Linked DNA regions of Sus scrofa: region 1 is linked to region 2. Evidence: chromatin contacts called from public Hi-C data. All regions are on one chromosome and are shown on one strand. Each heading gives the region's core, a stretch centred on a gene start, on an enhancer-like site or on the middle of the called end of the contact. The rest is flanking DNA. Distances are from core to core; before and after follow the strand shown.

Region 1 (3,661 bases), core at 807-3,306, 120 kb before region 2:
GATGAACAGGGACTCAGAGATTAGGTAACTTGCCCAAGGTCAAATAAAAAATACCTAGGAGTTCCCGTCGTGGCTCACTGGTTAACAAACCCAACTAGTATCCATGAGGATGTGGGTTCAATCCCTGGCCTTGCTCAGAGGGTTAAGGATCTGGTGTTGCCGTGAGCTGAGGTGTGGGCCGGCAGCTGCAGCTCCAATTCGACCCCTAGCCTGGGAACTTCCATATGCTGCAGGTTCAGCCCTAAAAAGACCAAAAAAAAACCCCCAAAAAATCCCAAAAAACAAACAAACAACAACAACAAAAAACCTAGTCGTTCCTGTCATGGCCCAGCAGAAACAAATCCAACTAGGGGTTCCATCCCTGGCCTCACTCAGTGGGTTAGGGATCCGGTGTTGCCATGAGCTGTGGTGTAGGTCACAGACATGGTTCGGATCCCGAATTGTTGTGGCGTAGGCAGGCAGCTGTAGCTCCAATTTGACCCCTTGCCTGGGAACCTCCATATGCCATGGGTGCGACCCTAAAAAACAAAAAAAAAAAACCAACCAAACAAAAAAAAAACCTAGTAGAACCAATTTAAATACAAAATCTAGTACTCCAAAGCCCCCAAATTCTTTCCACTACATCCTATAGACTAAGGGCTTTTGAAAAGAAAACATGATTAAAAAGTATTTAGGGTGGCTGTGGCGTAGGCAGCAGCTACGGCTCCGATTGGCTCCGATTGGACCCCTAGCCTGGGAACTTCCGTATGCTTCGGGTGCAGCACTAGAAAAGACAAAAAGACAAAAAAAAAAAAAAAGAAAGTATTTAGGACCATTAAGTACCTATCATACATTTAAGGAAGAGGACAGAAGGAAAACAATAAAGAAGCTTCTGTAAAAGGCATTAAGGACAGAGGTAAGGTCCTGACTACAGGAACTGAAAGCGCAAGTCCTCAAAGAATTCCGACGACAGCAAGGGGGCTGGGTGGGGTGGTGTGCAGGGAGGGCAAGATGCTTGTAGTTTGAGCCTGGATGACCTTAGGGACCAGGGTCTTCCAGAAGATCAAAGCAGTTGAGGACAAAGCCAACCTGAGAACTGAACTGACCATGCGGCTTCAGAACATCCGGAGTAAGAGAGCACAAAGGGGCCATTAAATGCGTTTGTAGATGACAACTATCACTCCCTAACACCTCTAACAACCAAGTGAAACAACTTCCCCTCCTGCCAACTTGTGCCCTATCATACCTGACATGAGCAGTATAGTATGCTGAGTCCTGCACACCTGAGTACAACCCAGGAAGGGGTATCACCTTTGGAGAAGGGAAATTTAAAGAACTGGGAGGCTCTGCAAAGTAATACTCTGTATCTCAGTTCAGGGAGGAAAAAAAAGCACAAAGCAGGCAACATGGCTTTTGCTGGCACGATTCGTTACAGAAAGCCCTGGCCCCTTCCGACAGATGGAAAGCACCGGTGATTAACCCAAGTAACACGTTCTATTTTCACTCCTGACCCCAGAAGCCTCAAACTTTGCAGGTCGGACTCCTCCATGCTTTCCTTCTGAGGACCGAGCGACTGCGGAGCACAGGCAGCCCCCTGCCCCAAAACATCGAATGGACCGACTCCCGTCGGTGGCTTTTCGAGAACACACGCCTCGCCCCCACGGGAGAGTCCCCAGCCCGGCCCTCGCCCCCAAGCGGCCTCCTCGGCCTGGCTCCCTCCCCACGCAGGCTGAGCCACGCGGGCACAAGGACGAGCCAAGGTCGCCGGAGGGCAGAGGGGCTGCTTCCCACCCGCAGGTCGGACAGGGGCCGCGTCTGCACAGCTGAGCCGGGGCGCCCTCGAGTCGCCGCAAGGTCACCGGCTGAGAAGCCGGCCGCTCACGCCTGCGTGCCTATAGCCCCGGCGCCGCCGAGCCTGGCGCTGAGCGGTCTCGCCTCGGGAGCCAGGCTGGGCCGAGCCGGGCCGGGAGGCAGGCAGCTCGGCGAGAAGGCTCACCAGGGCTCGCGCGCGTATTCCTCCATCTTGACTCCGCGGCGCCGCGATGCCGGGTAAACGGGGCGGGGCCTGGCCCGGCGGCGGAAGTGATCCCGGGAGGAGGGCGTTAGAATCTGCGGGGATTGGCTCGCCACCTCCTCCCGCAGCCAATGAAAGCCGGGGCCGCGGGGCGGAAGGCGGGGCTCAGACCAGAGGGGCGGGCCTCCGAGGCGGAGGGGCGGTGCGTGTGGGTGGCCGCGTGGGGAATCCCAGGTGAGGAGAGGTACCCAGAGCTGAAGCTGCGGGGCCTGGTGGGGCCCGAAACAAAACTGCCGTTGTAACTCGAACCTCCCGAATGACTTTCTCTGTTTTAGTACCCGGCTGTCAAGTGCGAATTACTGCTGCCAACTTCGACGGGTCGGTAAGGCCCCCACTGCTGCCACGGAGCTCCTTAAGATGGGCAGTACCTGAATATTTTATCTCGGGGGGGCCGGAATGTAGTGAACGTTCCATGAATGTTTGTGAACACCTGGGGCGCTGCCGTGATTCATGGGGGACCTTAACATGGGGGACAGCAACAACAGAGTTCTTCCGGACCTCACTCTAAATGATCCCGGGAGATGTAAGGGGGGCTTAGCCCAGAGGAGGAGACAAAAGGCTGGGGGCCATCGGCCTGAAAGCAAAACCTCAGTCAGGTGACAGCTGCTATAGGTCTCCATCCTGAACATCTGAGATTGACTTTAAAATGTCCAGAGTTCCTCTGGTGGCTCAGTGGTTAAAGAACCCGACTAGTAACCAAGAGGTTGCAGGTTCAATCCCTGGCCTCGCTCAGTGGGTTAAGGATCTGGCGTTGCCCTGAGCTGTGGTGTAGGTCACAGATACGGCTCGGATCCTGTGTTGCTGTGGCTCTGGCATAGGCTGGTGGCTACAGCTCCGATTGGATCCCTAGCCTGGGAACCTCCATATGCCATGGGTGTGGCCCTAAAAAGACAAAAAAAAAAAAAAAAAAAAATCCTCAACGAAACAAAACATGTGTGTACATTTATTTCATGGAAAAGTTTCTGTAATAAATAATAGCAAACTGCAGGGGGAATGAGGTTCCCCCCCCCAAATCTTGGAAATAAGGTGAAATGAACTGAACCCTCCACAGAACTAAATAAAGCTAGTCTGGAAGTGTGAAAACAACAATTCAAACCAGTCCTCTGACTTGGATGCCTGCGTCCAGGAGGGCTTACTTATTTGGAATGTGTGAATGTAATTAAAAACACTTCAGGGAGTTCCCATGGTGGCTCGACGGGTTGAAAACTAGTTCTTTGGGGCTGGGCAAGGAGGCCTCGGACTTAGCCTTTGGCTGGAGGAGAAAGCTGTCACCCCACCCTTGGAAGTAGCCCTTCCATCTTAGAAGAAAAGAGCTGAATGGTCAGTGACATAAAGGAATGACAACAAGACTCATAGACAAAAGGACTGGGGTCCCCGAGAGTGAACTGACCCTGAGTCTGGGGGAGTGGAGTGGAGCTGGTAATCCAATGCTTCAGGGCTTATTTGGTGAAAGTGGGTGTTCTGGGCCAAGGATGAGATGGCACTGGACCCCCAGAGACCCAGGTCCTCTAAGTATTGCTTTGTGGAAAACAGCTCCACCAGGGGACTGAAGGAGGTGTGGCCCTGAGACCTGTTTTGCTGCTCGATTTCCCCAACTGAACAAAACAA
Region 2 (3,947 bases), core at 409-2,908:
AGGCCCATGGAGGTTCCCCAGCTGCCCTAGTCTGGGGAAGGACAGAGCTGGCATCCTGGGTCTCAGAGCTGACCAAGGACAGCCAGCCTCTTAGTGGCTTCGGAACACGAATTTCCCTTTCTGGCCTGAAGGGAATTCCTGGGGCTCAGCTTCTCCAACAGTGAGGTGGCCTAGACTGCATCAGGGCGGGGCAGGTCTTTGGAGGCTCTGGAGACCTGGCCCCATGGCTGGCAGGGGGTGGGATGGCCCCTCTGCTCCGAGGGAAGGCCATCCCCCCTGGGGCTGTGGCTGTTACCTGTGGGCTGGCCTCAGGGCTCCATCACCCCACCCCCATGGAAAGGGTGTGGCATATCGCCCCCCTTGCACCCAGGGACCTCGGTTCTCAATCGTATTGTGTTTTGAAGCTCCTTCCCTGACCATTTCCTGGGGCTCCTTTTGGGGGGCTGGAGCAGCTGTGGGTGCGGGGGGGGGGGGGGGCGGAGGATTCAGAGCAATTCTGCAGTCTGGACACTAGGTGGCGGGCCTGCCTCGAGAGCCGCCCCAGGGACCTGGGGGAGGTAGGGGAAGGTGGGCTGGAGCTCCATCCAGCTCTATCGGCTTGGGACCAGAGAGGCAGATGCGTGCTCAGAAGGAGGAACAGCCATCAGTGAGGGCACCAAGCAGACGGTGACCCAGCAAGTGAGGGACACTGTGACCCCACTGCTTCCCGTCCCCAGAGGTTCTGCCTCCCTGTGGCCAACTCCAGTTTCCAACCACCACCCTGGGGACACAGCTTGAGGGAGGCGTCTCTGGTCCAGGGAGTCCGTGCCTTCTTGGCCTCAGGTCACCCCCTTCTTGAGGGCTTTTCCGTGCTGGCCTCCTGCCGAGTGGGCTCCCCCTCCTCTGGGGGTGCTGCCACCACCACCCCCAGCCCCAGAGGGGCCTGGATGACCTCAGGGCTTGGCCGAGGTGCTGGAAGGAGGCTGGCATCTGGGGTAGGGGTTGGAAGGTGCCCCAGGGCGGACAGCTGGGGAGTCCGGGGAACAGGGCACAAGGTCTGCAGTCAAGGATCCTGAGAACAAGTGGGGGTCCTTGCGCTGCAGCCCCGGCTTGGAGGCAGGGCTCTGACCCTCAGTCAAAGCCTGCATCCAAAATCCAGGCCAGCGGGTCTGCGGGTTCAGCCTGTTCTCTTCCTGTCCTAAGAGAGTCACCCTTGAACCCATCCTCTGGGCTCCCGCCCAGTCTCACCAGCAGGAGGCTGAGTGCAAATGAGTCGGGGGGGGGGCCTCTGCCCCCCTCACTCCGCCTCCCAATTTCCCAGCCTTGGGGGTGGGGCACAGGGAGAGAAAAGATGTATCTTGACTCGATTACAATTCTTATAGGTCCCCAATCGTAGTTTTAAGGACTTGGGGTGAACTTCATACAAGCTGATAAGTGTACAAATGAGAGTTTGGGGGAAAGAGAAGAACCACTGTGGTGAGGAAACTGCTGCTGAAATACAGTGGAAATGCTACCTGAGTCTGGGCTGGGGACCAGGCCTGACAGCTGGGCCCCCCAGGGAGGAAGGGGAGAGAAGAAAGCCAGAAAGGCCTGCGGAAGCTGCAGACATGGTTACTTTGTGCAAACACTTGGAGAGCCAGCGCCAGCAGATCCGGCTCAGCTGTTGTTTACAGCTTTGGGGGAAAAGGGCTCCTATGTCCTGTTTGCCGCCTCGTCGGGGAGGCAGCTTCATGTCTCCCCATCCCGTGGGGCGGAGAGGCCACCAAGAAGAAACTCCTTCTCAGTGAAGACAGCCACAAAGCATGCTGGCCCCCACTTGAAGTGAGGGCCAAGGGGCCGGGGAGGTGGGGCCGGGCCCCTACGCCCCGTCACAGGGGCCAGACGGGGCTCCAACACCCAGCTCTGTGCCTGTGCCTGTCCGGACACGTGGGTATGACAAAGGCACGAATGTACCCCTGGGCAGAGGCAGAGGGTTCTGGGGATGGATAATACTAACCCATAACTAATTCTGTCACCTCCACCCAGAACCACTGAGAACCCAGACGCTCAAAGGCCACTGGACGTGACTTCACCCACACCTGTGAATTAGGGTGGGGGTAAAAATGGTGCTTCCTAAACATCGGGGCTCCGGGGAAGACGCGCCAATCCCCAAATCCTCTGTTCCCCTGGGATCAAAGCCCACAGGACGCCGAAGCAGCCGGTTCTCCTCTGGCTGAACGTCCCTAATTTGGGGCCCAACCAGCTGCCCTGCTTTTGGGCACTCACGTTGGCCGAAAGCTGGGACGTCAAGGTGGCCACTTTTTCCTGGGACGATTCCAGTTCCCTCCGCAGCTTCCGGATTTGCTGTGAAAGGAAGGGGATACGAACTGACGGTGGCGGAAGAAGTGTAAGCTCTGGAAGGCGACGGGGGCGGTGATGGCGACAAGCAGAGACAACAGCTGGCTCCCTACCTCGGACTGCATCCTCTCCTCAGCCTGAAGCAGGGAGCACAGAGGGGGAGAGAGGCGGTTACCGTGGAGAAGGCAGCGCACAGAGCTCAAGGGAGGGGGCCTGGGGCACGCCAAGCGGCTGAGACCTGCATCCGGGCCCTGGATCCTCCTCACAGGTGGGCTCGGACCCCAGACCGCGGTTTAACAAAGCCCTCCCTGGAGCTTGTCGCTGCCAAGAAGGCTGGCAGATGAAACCGGCTGATCTGAAGCTCATCCTTATGGCCATCAACTTGAAGGCGTAGGTGTTAGGGCCAGAACGGACCTCAGGATCAACCATCCCTCACGGCCCAGGCCACCAGGAGCACTGGGAGGGTTCCCCACACTGCTGGGCTCTGGAGTCCTGGAGAGACCCCCCCCCTCATGTCACCTGGCTGGGGACGCTGCCCTCTGGCTGGCACCGAACAGCCCTACAAGGACTGTTCTCCGCTTTCGAAGGAGGGGCTCAGAAGGCACCAGACTTGCTCAGGAAGTGGTGGGGAGGCCACTGAGGTCCAGAAGGGCCCACCACGTGCTCTAAGCTCCAGGAGCCCCCACCCCCAGGAGGGTCCCGGGTGCAGTGTGGGGATGGAGGGGCTTGCTTACTGAGGAGTAGGTAGAGGAGGCGCTGGAGGCCAAGGACAGCACTGAGCCGTGAACTGCAAGAGAAGCAGAACACGAAGGGTTAACAGAGGGCTAGGGGTCCAGGAAGAGCCCTAAGGACGGGACTGGGGTTCTGATTCTGCAGAGAGCGAGCACGAACAGGGGGCCCAGCTGCGCATGTGCACGCGCGCAGTCCAGCAGAGCCAGCCTCCTCCAGCCGGCTTTCTCCGCTCTCCCTTGCTCCGGGGGGGGGGGGGGGCGCACAAGGGTTAAGGGGGAGGGGAAGGACATGCTCCTGGTCAGGCGTCACTTCCTCCCCCCTCAGGAAAGCACTTCTGTTGCGGAAGAGGCAGCTTTTCCTCAGAGCTGCTCAGAACAGAGCCTCGGTCCTGCCTCCTCTTTGCAGTGGGGACCACACAGACGAAAAAGCTCCCAAATGCAAAACACGCCTTCTGATTCTCCAGGCATCAGAACAGCAGCCCCACAGAGAGGACCAGAGCCCGTGTGCCAGGCAAACCCTCATGAGCGATGAGCGTCCCACAGTCACGCACGTCTAACCCCCAGAAAGCCGGGCTCAGCTCTGGCACCAACACCCAGCAGGCCAACCTCAAGCTGGTCTTCAGAACATTGTTTTTTTTTCTTGGCTGTGCCCCTGGCATGCAGAAGTTCCCAGGCCAGGGATGGAACCTGAGCCACAGCAGTGACAACGCCAGATCCTCAACCACTAGGCCACCAGGGGACGCCATAGACATTTTTTTTTTCTTTTTAAGGCCGCACCTGTGGCACATGGAATTTTCCGGGCTAGGAGTTGAATAGGAACTGCAGCTGTCAGCCTACACCACAGCCACAGCAACGTGGGATCCTGAACCCACTGAGCAAAGCCAGGGATTGAACCTACAT

The links. A called contact is a pair of places that touch in the nucleus more often than the background predicts.
Region 1: a contact with region 2 is called in a Hi-C map of skeletal muscle, with 3 times the contacts expected there. The contact joins the promoter of TIMM17A here to the enhancer-like site in region 2. A contact is called at or near these places in 4 of 47 Hi-C or Micro-C datasets (embryonic fibroblasts, liver and skeletal muscle) and 2 of 2 datasets of contacts at active chromatin or transcription factors (alveolar macrophages and skeletal muscle).

What each region holds. Positions count from the first base shown.
Region 1 is chr10:24,198,740-24,202,400 of Sscrofa11.1, reverse strand. It overlaps TIMM17A (mitochondrial import inner membrane translocase subunit Tim17-A), which reads right to left and starts at 2,056. Exons shown (of 6, transcript XM_021064526.1): 1 at 1,976-2,056. The coding sequence starts at 2,001.
Region 2 is chr10:24,080,667-24,084,613 of Sscrofa11.1, reverse strand. It overlaps NAV1 (neuron navigator 1), which reads right to left. Exons shown (of 31, transcript XM_021064517.1): 13 at 3,051-3,103; 14 at 2,245-2,322. Among named protein-coding and RNA genes, the nearest start is that of IPO9, 27 kb to the left of the region's middle. Within about 2 kb of position 1,658, at least 19 of the 83 cell types and tissues checked have an H3K27ac peak or open chromatin away from gene starts, as enhancers often do. A contact at or near this core is called in skeletal muscle, where this site is marked.